Regions from separate parts of the Triticum aestivum genome. Here region 1 is linked to region 2. The links are chromatin contacts, called in public Hi-C maps. All regions are on one chromosome and are shown on one strand. The core of a region is the stretch at or near the end of the contact, and the rest is flanking DNA. Distances in the headings are between cores, read along the strand shown. Region 1 holds the start of LOC123080008 (probable carboxylesterase 16). Region 2 holds the start of LOC123080004 (protein NRT1/ PTR FAMILY 8.1).

The links. A called contact is a pair of places that touch in the nucleus more often than the background predicts.
Region 1: a Hi-C map of leaf shows a contact between it and region 2, with 5 times the contacts expected there. The contact joins the promoter of LOC123080008 here to the promoter of LOC123080004 in region 2. A contact is called at or near these places in 3 of 5 Hi-C or Micro-C datasets (all in leaf) and 1 of 1 datasets of contacts at active chromatin or transcription factors (leaf).

The regions. Positions count from the first base shown.
Region 1 is chr3D:501,966,395-501,972,058 of IWGSC CS RefSeq v2.1, forward strand. It overlaps LOC123080008 (probable carboxylesterase 16), which reads left to right and starts at 2,435. Exons shown (of 2, transcript XM_044502861.1): 1 at 2,435-3,645; 2 at 5,225-5,664. The coding sequence starts at 2,954.
Region 2 is chr3D:501,746,169-501,751,814 of IWGSC CS RefSeq v2.1, forward strand. It overlaps LOC123080004 (protein NRT1/ PTR FAMILY 8.1), which reads right to left and starts at 2,739. Exons shown (of 3, transcript XM_044502859.1): 1 at 2,440-2,739; 2 at 1,589-2,321. The coding sequence starts at 2,542.

The sequences.
Region 1 (5,664 bases), core at 1,185-3,684, 220 kb after region 2:
GCCTGGAACACGTCGTATCGAAGCGCGGAGTCACCGTGCAATCCCTAAATCCCTTTCGCCCACGCGAAATCCCAAAACATGGCGAGCCGCCGGCGAATCGATTGGAGCCTAGTTAGTGGTGGCGCGCGCAGGGAGGAGGAGATCGAGGGGGGACTTACGGGGCTGGAGCGTCGGAGGAGGCGAGAGGCGACCGCGCGTGGTGGCGGCGCACGACGCCGTCGACGGGGGTGAGGCGGCTGGGGAGGAACCCTAACCGCGGCGGCGTCGTCGGGCGGAGGGGATCGATTGTGAGAGTGAGGGGGTGCGGGGGGTGCTCGGGCAGGTTTTCTTTTCCCCTGCTAGTAGCGCTGGGTAGAGGCGGGCGCTACTGCTAAGCCCACCAGTTGTAGCGCCCGTTCGAAACAAACGCTACAGGTAAGTGGGCTACCGTTTTTGCCCTGCGGCCCATGTAACAGCAGCGCGGCCCAAGCTAACAAACGCTGCTGTTATTTGGTAGTAGTAGCGTGTTTCCTACCCAGTGCTACTGGTAAATACCAGTAGCGTGGGGTCAAGAACAGGCGCTATTGGTAAACTTCTACCAATAAGCATTTTCCTAGTAGTGCCCGATCCCAACGATCACCCCGGGCGCTCCGGAGCATGCCACCATACCGGCCACCATCCTGCACCAAACACAGTCTTGAAGCCTCCCACGCTGTCTCACCACGGCACCGCGAAATGCGGCCTGCACAGCGAAGAAGAGGAGCCGGGACTAGGGGCAACAACACCTTCGAGACGCAGGAGGGCCTAATCTCCACCATCAATGACGGTAACTGACCGGACGCAATAGCAGGAGCATACTGCGGGCCCTGGAATGTTCGTAAAGCTCTCGCCGTCGCGCTGCAGAAGGTACGTCGGTGGCGTCCAGTGGCGAAGCCACACTTAAGCTGGGGAGTCAATTAAATACACAGCTTATGACAAAAACTACAAATATCAAGTAGAAATTATGCCAAAAAATATTATAAATGCATACATTTGACTACACAACATTCAATTGACCACACATGATTGGATTCCTGGCACCGCCACTGGTGGCGTCGCCGTTCCCTGTCCGAGCCGCTCCTCCTCAACACCACGCAGTAGGCAGCGAGGCCACGTCGGAACCAGCCCGCTAGGACCCAGATGGGCCCATAAGGGCCTAGATCTGGACCGGGGACACACCCTCAGCCACCCCGCCGCCAAGGAGCAGCGCCACCACCTCGCCTGCAGGTCGCCGGACCGCCGCCAGCCGAGCCTCGCCGCCGCCGCCCCCCTGCCACAGAAGTTGCTGACACCACCCGAGCCATATCCGGGGTGCCTCGCCGCCGCGGGGGGGGGGGGGGGGGGGGATATGGCTCGCGGGGAGACGGGAGGGGTCGGAAGACGGTGGTTTTGGTTCGCTGCCCGGGGTTTGAATTTCAACAACGTAAGCACGAGAATAAGCACCTCACGGTCATGCATGCATGCTGGGTTCTTGTTCACGGCCTTTTTGTTCGTGTCCCACCGCGCGACGTGCAGAGTAGGTACTATACATAAGATAACCTTGGCACCGACGTTTGCAGTTGCACCCTTGCAGATCCATGCACGATCGGCCACGCACCGATCTCACATACGTAACGTACGTACGCGGGCACGCACACGCTCTCCGTGAATGGCGCGCCGGACCGGGCCGATGCTGGCCTGGCTTCCAACGCCGTCGAGGCGCCTGCCTGCCTGCCCGATGTACGACGCGGTCGCGAAATTGCAGCGCGTGCCTTGGCCTGTTTCTTGCGACCGATGCGTAGCTGGTGCCCGTGCGGTCCGTTGAACCGTTCCGCCAGCGGGCGAACGGAACGGTGAGGCCCTATCTACGCGCGCGCCGTGCCGTGCCGCGGGACGCCACACGGTTTCAGGAACAGGAAACCGATCGATGGGGACTCGCGATCTTTGCGACGGCGGACGGAGACGGATAATACATATCTGGTTGTTCTCAGCTGATGGATCCTCCGGCGTGCAATCCGGCGTTGACCGTTGCCATGGACGAGGATTTCTATACGTGCCTTCCGGAAAGCTATCTGCCTCTGTTCCAGCTGAATTGCTTAGGCTAAATTAGCATAGAAAACGGAGGCTACGACTAGCACCGACACAACAGAGAAGGAGAAAATGAAGGGCAATCGTTTCGCATAAAGAAGTGCTTCCGCTGGGACACACACACGCTTTCACGTGAAACGATGGAATCTGGGAGTAGGCAGGCATCGTACCTGCACCGTTTAATGCACTCCACGTTGTTGGAGATAAAAAAAACCTGCCGAATTATACTCGCTCCACCAGGCGAAATGTGAGAACGGAAACTGCAAAGAGCGAACCCCAGGCTAGTACTAGTACCACCACCACCTCGCAAGGAGGGGAAGAAAAATCCACTACTGTACCACCAGGCGGGGTTTGAATTTGAACGACGAACGCACAGCAACAGCACAGGCCACAGGCGCAGGGGGGCGAGAGAGACCGTGGTCACGTTCGGGAAGCGGCCGACGCCTGCCTGCCTGGTAGCAACCATCCAAAAATCCTCCATCGCTTCCCCGTCTTTTCCTTCCTTCCTCGCTAGCTTCTCCCTCACCCACCTCCCTCTCCATTCTTCCTTCCTCCTGTTTCCCGTACCATACCACCACACCACACCACGCTGCTGCGCTGCCATCATCCATCCAGATAGCCACCCTACCAATCGCGGTTGCTTTCCCTCGCCCCAACCACTCCAACACCGCACGGAGCCGAGCCGATCCAATCCAATCCGGCCCCATTAACCCCCTCCGCGCCCGATTCCAATCGCGCCTCCGCCAGCTCCGACCTCCTCCCGGCCGAACCCGTCGGCGGCGATCGAGCAGATCCGGGCGCCGTCCCGTCTACCTCTCCCTGTGATGCGCGGATCCGGGCGGTGACCGGCGGCGGGAGCGGGCGAGCCATGCCGAGCGTCGGCGTGAAGATCTACAGCGTCTTCTTCAAGCTGCTGCTGCGCCACCGCCTCCAGTCGCTCGCCGCCGCCGCCGGCGCCGCCGCCGACGGCGACGGCGACGCGGCCGCCTTCGGTGTCTCCTGCCGCGCCGACGAGGCCACGGCGCCGGCCAACCCGGCCTTCTCCGCGGCCGACGGGGTCGCCTCCAAGGACCTCCACATCGACCCCAACTCGGCGCTCTCCCTCCGCATCTTCCTCCCCACGCCGCCGCCGCACCACCCGCACCTCCTCCACCCGCGCCGCGCCAGCGACCCCGCCGCCGGCCAGGCGGGCGCGCCCTACCGGGGCTACCTCCCGCACGCCGTCTCCTCCCCGCGGGCCGCCGCCTCCGCGCGCCGCAGGCTGCCCATCGTCGTGCAGTTCCACGGCGGCGGCTTCGTCACCGGGAGCAACTGCTCCGCCTCCAACGACGCCTTCTGCAGGCGGGTCGCCAAGTTCTGCGACGCCATCGTCGTCGCCGTCGGCTACAGGCTCGCGCCCGAGAGCCGCTACCCCGCCGCCTTTGATGACGGGGTCAGGGTGCTTAGGTGGATCGCCAAGCAGGCCAATCTCGCCATGATGAGCAAGGTTGGGGGCGGGGTGGACACGTTCGGTGCTTCCACCGTCGAGCCCTGGATCGCTGCGCATGGTGATCCGGCAAGGTATAATTTAATTCGATTCTGTAATCTCTCCTTTTGTAATTGCATTTCTTGCTACTTCTACTTTACTAAATGGCCAAGGAACATAATACTGCAGTGTGAAGTTGTCCAAAAGTGGGCAAGTCAAGCGATAGGAATTTTTATTTCATTTCTTCAATGGAAGTTCTTGTTTGTGATTCACCAGCATTATTTCAGAAACCGCAAATGAGAATTGCGCTAGTCAAGTGAACATGTCAAAACGATGAAGATATAGTTCCCTAGTCTATTAGATCTGACTAGCAGCGGGTTTAGAGAGAGCTCACGAATATATCATTTCCCCGTGGGTTGCCATTTCTGACTAGCAGCGGGTTTAGTGAGAGCTCACGAATATATCATTTCCCCGTGGGTTGCCATTTCTGACTAGCAGCAGGTTTAGAGAGAGCTCATGAGTATGTCATTTCCCCGTGAGTTGCCATTCTGGCTAGCAGCAGGTTTAGAGAGAGCTCACGAGTATGTCATTTCCCCGTGGGTTGCCATTTCTGACTACCAGCAGGTTTAGAGAGAGCTCATGAGTATGTCATTTCCCCTCGAGTTGCCATTTCTGACTAGCATTGGTTTAGAGACCATGAGTACGACATTTCCCCTCGAGTTGCAATTTCTGACTGGCAGCAGGTTTAGAGCTCAGGAGTATGTTGACTGGGGAAGATTCAATGTTTACCAGCTGACAGTTATACTCACTTAACATATGGTGTGCACTTTCTGTTATATCTTACCATTTGCGTGCACCTTAGCTTTTTGTGTGCACTCTGATCGGGTACACAGGCTCACAACATAGAAGCATCAAATATCCAAATATTAGTTGATTTAATTTGCCAGGATTACATTCTCCAAATGATGTTGACATTTTGAAGATGTCAATGCAACTTTACAAGATTTGCTTGACCGTTGGCATGTGGATAGGCCTTTTCTTGGTGAAATTTTCTAGGGCACATGTTTTCAACAAAGTTCTATATTTCGGTAGGTAGTATATGTTGAGTAAATAACTGCTAATGATGTCACCACAGTCCAATAACCTTGAACACTAGTGAAGGCATGCAATTTTCATATTACTGATTCTGGGATTCTTTATTGGTCATGTTTATTGACCTAACATATTAATGAAATTGAATTGCACTGAACTGTCGGATCGAATAGATCAGTTAAAACTTACTCTGGTCTGCTTCCTTACCTATAATGAAGATTTTATTTTAACTATGATTTCAGTAGAACCTGATGAAATTAGTACCTTTTTCGTGCCTTTTTATTATGTCCGTGATCTCTTAAATGTGATGTACATATTGATGGACTGTCATCATCTCAAACCTTGGTTGCTTGGTGTATCACACCTACCTGAGTTTAGACCCCTCAACAGATTAAGTGCCCACTTCAATTTAATTTCAAATAGAATAGCTGCATATTTGGTAACATCATTAAATGGTTCTTGCCTTCTACCTAAGAGACAAAAGAATATATCTAGTAATTTATTGTAAATCCTTTTGTTTTAACTGTTGTACATTTGTGTTGCTGGAGTTTGACCAGATCACCCGTCTTTTCCTTGGAGCAGATGTGTCCTACTTGGTGTAAGCTGTGGTGCCAACATTGCTGATTTTGTCACTAGGAAAGCGGTGGAAGATGCAAAGCAATTTGAGCCAGTCAAGGTCGTTGCACAGGTTCTGATGTATCCCTTCTTCATAGGAAGTGTTCCAACACACTCGGAAATAAGGCTTGCGAACTCATACTTCTACGACAAATCCACATGCTTACTTGCCTGGAGATTACTTTTATCAGAGAAAGAGTTCAGCTTGGACCATCCTGCTGCCAACCCCCTGGCCCCAGGCAGAGGAGGCCCGCCACTGAAATGCATGCCTCCAACCTTGACAATCGTTGCGGAACACGACTGTATGAGGGACAGAGCAATTGCTTACTCCGAGGAACTCCGCAAGGTAAATGTGGACGCGCCAGTCCTCGACTACAAAGATACAGTCCATGAGTTCGCAACACTTG
Region 2 (5,646 bases), core at 1,489-3,988:
AGTAAGGATTTTGTGAATCTTTCCCTTAATAGTTTCTTAATCAACAGGTTAATAAACTAGGAATCTAAAAGTGTTATGTTAAAGCATTGACATCATGCATTTTGTTTTACTAAAAATAAATATTTTGAAAAAGAATAATGAAAAAAATAGTCATGTTTTCTCCAATATATCTACGTATCGTCCGATATATCACTCGATATTCGACATCCGATATGTCGAAACCAAACCGATATGAACCCGATATCCAATATTTTGAAGCTTGATCCACATTGACCATGCCCTACTAGCACCTTGTAAATCTACTTTTGTGTCAATTGCTATTCTTTATTTATCAAATTTTGTTTGGGTCCAAATCAATTATGTGGTCGGCGCAAACGAGGTAGTAAAGGGACAGAAACATGGTGGGGGTGGTGGCTTGGATTGGGAGGGGCGCGGAGTTGTCCGCGTCGGGTGGCAAAATGGTGGTTAGGCCCCTGGCAGTGGGCCTGTTGACAACAACGGGTGAAGGGGGTCGACGGCAATGAGGGAGGGAAAGTGACTGAAACTAGAAAACAAAAACATCACCTAAAAGAATAGTCAGTCTTTTTTCCGTTGAAGCAACTTCCTTGGACTTGTGCTGCATTATTGTGGTTATCGATTCAACAAAAGATATGAGTGTGATGATTCGGTGTGTGAACAGTAAATTAAATAAAATACTCGCGGCGGCAATTAATGTGGATCAAAGGAAGAAGTAAAAAAGATCTGATATTTTTTGGCATCAAAGATACTCAAACGTGTGATGTGCGTGCTAAAATTCATGGTGTTTGGACATTCGAAGAGGTCAGGGCACACTCATGCAGGAGCGTGACGTTGGTCAGGGTCTCCACGTCACACTTCCCGGCAGTGGCGAGCATCTTGTGAATTCACAAGAATAAGAATAGAATGTGGCCAACTCTCGTCTAGACGAGACTTAACTATGTCTTATCTAACTCCTACACTATTTGATTTTACGCGGAGATCCATATGATTTTTTATTTTTTATTTCACTAATCAGATGATGTAACAGTTAGATGATACTTTGGTAATTCTCATCAGCAAATCTGCACAAAGAAGATGCTCAGATTTACTATGGGTTGAATTTTAACAAAAGATAATGTTGGGCAGCTACTGTGAAGAGTGGATGACACCGAGATTAGGCTCGGTCCAGGTTGGCTGATTAGCTTGCTCAGGTGGTGTTTGGCTCTCTAGTCCTAGGACTTTTTCTAGTCCATAAGACTATTTGAAAAAACTCTTTCTAAGGACTTTTTGAAAAAGACTCTTTCTAAGGACTTTTAAAGAGGTGCTTCTAAGGATTTTTAGTAAAATGTCCTAAAAAGGTCTCACCCTGTTTGGTTTGCTAGGACTTTTTTTAGTCCCAAAACAAAAAAGTCATGAAACCAAACACCCCCTCAATCAGTCACACAGCATGTCTCGATCATAGACAAAATAAATTGAACGCTCCTTTCTCGAAAAAACTGCACATGATGGAGACGATGCAAGTGGAAGGCGATGCTAAGTTAAAAAAAAAGTGGAAGGCGATGCTAACGACGGCCAGGGCACGGGTACTGACCTGAACTCGTCAGTGTGCGCGAGGCGGCGGCTCCCCTGAATCGCTGACATGCCGTCGTCGCCGTCACACTCGTGCAGCAGCGTGGCGTCGGTCGGGATCTCCACGTCGCACTTCCTGGCGGCGGCGACCACCACCTGCGCGATCCTGGTGAGCGGGCTGCCGCCGGGGGGCTGGTGGCGGCGGTACGCGCCCGTGCCGGCGAGGAACAGAGCGACGGCGAGCACGCTGAGCAGCGCCGGGATGCCGTAGCCGAGCCGCCAGCCGTGGGCGGACTGCACCCACACCAGGACGGTGCCGCCCACGAGCGAGCCCACGACGATGGACAGGTAGAACCAGTTGAAGAAGGAGCTCTGCCGCCCGCGCTCCTCCTCGTCGGACTCGGCGTCGAACTGGTCGGCCCCGAACGACGACAGGACCGGCTGCAGCGCGCCGCCCAGCGCCACCAGGTACAGCCCCGCGTAGAATACCGCGGTCTCCAGCGCCGCAGACGCGCTCGCCGCCACGACGCCGTACCCCGCGACGGAGATGAAGAGGAAGAGGGTGATGGTCCAGTACCTGCCGAGGAAAGAGTCGGCGAGGAAGCCGGCCGCGAGCGGCGTGATGGAGGCGGTGCCCTGCCAGTTGGTGACGCTGTTCGCCGCGGCCTTGCTGCCGGAGTGCAGCTGGACCTTGAGGTAGTTCACCAGGTTCGTCGACACGCCGTAGTAAGCGCTGTACTGGAGGCAGTTGTTCACTGCACACCAGGCGCGCGTGAATGCATGAGCAGCGCCGGGCAGCATATTTAGCATGGATATGGGGTGCATACCCACAGTGGGATCATAACGACAACAAGAAAATGGTGCAAGTTTTACCGAGGATGAAAACGTATCCCCACGAACTCCGGCGATCCCTCTTGGACGTCCGGCGATCGGCGTCACCCTGCAAGCCTTTTGATTCTACTTCTACCGGTTCCATGGTCGAACAGTATCAGCTCTGGAAACGAAACCAGCTAAAGCAAAAGAGAGGAGGAACATTAGCCTGAATGAGGGTCGAACAGTAGATCCAATGAGACGCTCGGTCTTAAAGTTTTGAGGAGAGGTACAAGGACAAGAGATGCGGTAGGTGAAGCCATTGTGGAAGAAAAATGTTACAGGAATTAATGAACGGGAATACACAATCGCGCGCTTGTTGGCTAAAACGAGCAGCCGCCCGCAGGTATGCATGGAAAAAGATTTATCTGCCAGCGCATGTATGGTGTAGCATTAAGGGCGTTCGTACTCCCCTAAAAAAAAATGCGTTCGTACTAGTCAGTTTGATTTAGAGAAAACAGATTTACATGCATTTATTTTGAATTTCTGGATTTTTAAAAAGTCATATTTTTTAAACCGTGCATCCGAATTTAGATCCGTTTTCATTGTTGGAATCGCTGTGACGAGACCTTTGAAAAGAGATCCCGCATGACTATGTTTCGACGAATTTTTTTTGATGCCAACTTTATTGCTATATTGTGCAACTCTGTTACTACATGGTGCAACTTTGGAAAATATTCTGTAGAGCATAGGCTTAGGTGCACCTCCTTATCTAGCCATCCATCTATGCACCGCGATTCGTACAAGAACATTTGTCTTTTTTGTTTCTTTCAAATAAAACAACATATAAACTTCAAACTTTGCAGCACAACAAAACATTCTAGCTAGAATGTGGGAAAAAACTTTCAGATTTTTTCGTGCATCATAAATACTAAAAACAACATTTTTGAATATTGAAAATCTCATTTTGTATATTTATGTTGGTCAAAAAAATCTATAATTTTTTCTCACATTGTAGTAAGAATGTTTTGCTATCTTGCAAAGTTTTATGTTCATATGTTGTTTTATTTGAAAGGAACAAAAAAGAGAAAGTTAGTTGTCTAGCACGGATCTCAAAGCTATATTGAAGGGTAAGTGTTAAGGCATGTTTTTCTCTAAGTAGTGTTGGTGATTGATGACAACATATTTGCGGACTAATCATGTGCGTTGAGTATTTCAGAGATTCATCCTTTGGCACGAGACGATTTCCTCCCCTCGGTGTTTGAAGCGAACACGGTGTAGCCCTTTCGATTCAGTTTTGGTGGACTTGTGTCGTAGGAGTCACCGTACTATCAAGAGGGGGTCCGCATTGGTTTGGCTAGGTGGAATCAACACGTACACATCCCCTTTGCACCCTCTGAGCTTTTCCGCTTCGTTGAAGGCTCCCTTGCTGCCTTCTCCCTGAGATTTGGTCCCAGCGGTAGTACCGCGAACCCCAACGGTAGTACCGCTCGAGAGCTACAAGCGGCAGTACCGCTCCACAGCTGTAGTACCGCTTGGAGCTCTCGGCCATAGTACCGTTGCGGCTTCGTGCTCCTACCGCCTCGATTCGAGGGTCCTCCTCTCGTGTCGGGTTTTGCGGCAGTAGAGGCGGTAGTACCGCCCTTATCACCACGGTAGTACTACCCTGGGTCCAGGTCCTGCTCTGCTTTTCGCTCTCTTCTCACTGCGCGGTAGTACCGCGAGGTGGAACGGTAGTACCGCTGGCCACAGCGGTAGTACCGCCCCCCTCCAGCGGTAGTACCGCCTTGTGCGGGGCTGAGTGGGGGTAACGGTTGGATTGTCTCCCCCCTTATAAAAGAAGTTCTTCTTCTCCAAGTTGACTCACCTCTTTTCCCCAAAAGCTCCATTGTTGCTCCAAAGCTCTTTTTCGCCCGATCTCTCTCCCTAGCCAATCAAACTTGTTGATTTTCTAGGGATTGGTTGAGAAGGCCCAGATCTATACTTCCACCAAGAGAAATTTGATTCTCCCCACTCATCCCTTGCGGATCTTGTTACTCTTGGGTGTTTCAGCACCCTAGACAGTTGAGGTCACCTCGGAGCCATATTCCATTGTGGTGAAGCTCCATGGTCTCATTGGGAGCCTCCAATTCGGTTGTGGAGAGAGCCCCAACCTTGTTTGTAAAGGTCCGGTCGCCGCCTCCAAGGGCACCAATAGTGGAATCACGGCATCTCGCATTGTGTGAGGGCGTGAGGAGAATACGGTGGCCCTAGTGGCTTCTTGGGGAGCATTGTGCCTCCACACCGCTCCAACGGAGACGTACTTCCCCTCAAAAGGAAGGAACTTCGGTAACACATCCTCGTCTTCACCGGCTCCACTCTTGGTTATCTCATGCCTTTACTTGTGCAAGCTTATTTGTGTTGTATCCCTTGCTTGCTTGTGTACTTATTATTGTTGCATCATATAGGTTGCTCACCTAGTTGCATATCTAGACAACCTACTTTGATGCAAAGTTTAAATTGGTAAAGAAAAGCTAAAATTGTTAGTTGCCTATTCACCCCCCCTCTAGTCAACTATATCGATCCTTTCAATTGGTATCAGAGCCTCGTCTCTTTATTAAGGACTTTGCCGTCCGAAGAGTATGGCTGACACCATAGACGGTGGTGAGGAGCACTCCAGTGTGAATCCAATCTCGTCTACGGCCGATGGGGGAACCGCAGTCTCTCGTGAGGAATTCAATGTGGCTTTGGACACATTGAAAACCTTCATGACTGTTGGGTAACGTAGTAATTTCAAAAAAATCCTACGCACAGGCAAGATCATGGTGATGCATAGCAACGAGAGGGGAGAGTGTGTCCACGTACCCTCGTAGACCGAAAGCGGAAGCGTTAGCACAACGCGGTTGATGTAGTCGTACGTCTTCACGATCCGACCGATCAAGTACCGAACGTACGGCACCTTCGAGTTCAGCACACGTTCAGCCCGATGACGTCCCTCGAACTCCGATCCAGCCGAGTGTTGAGGGAGAGTTTCGTCAGCACGACGGCGTGGTGACGATGATGATGTTCTACCGACGCAAGGCTTCGCCTAAGCACCGCTACAGTATTATCGAGGTGGACTATGGTGGAGGGGGGCACCACACACGGCTAAAGGATCAAACGATCAATTGTTGTGTCTCTAGGGTGCCCCCTGCCCTCGTATATAAAGGAGCAAGGGGGGAGGTGCGGCCGGCCAGGAGGGGCGCGCCAGGTGGAGTCCTACTCCCACCGGGAGTAGGACTCCCTCCCTTT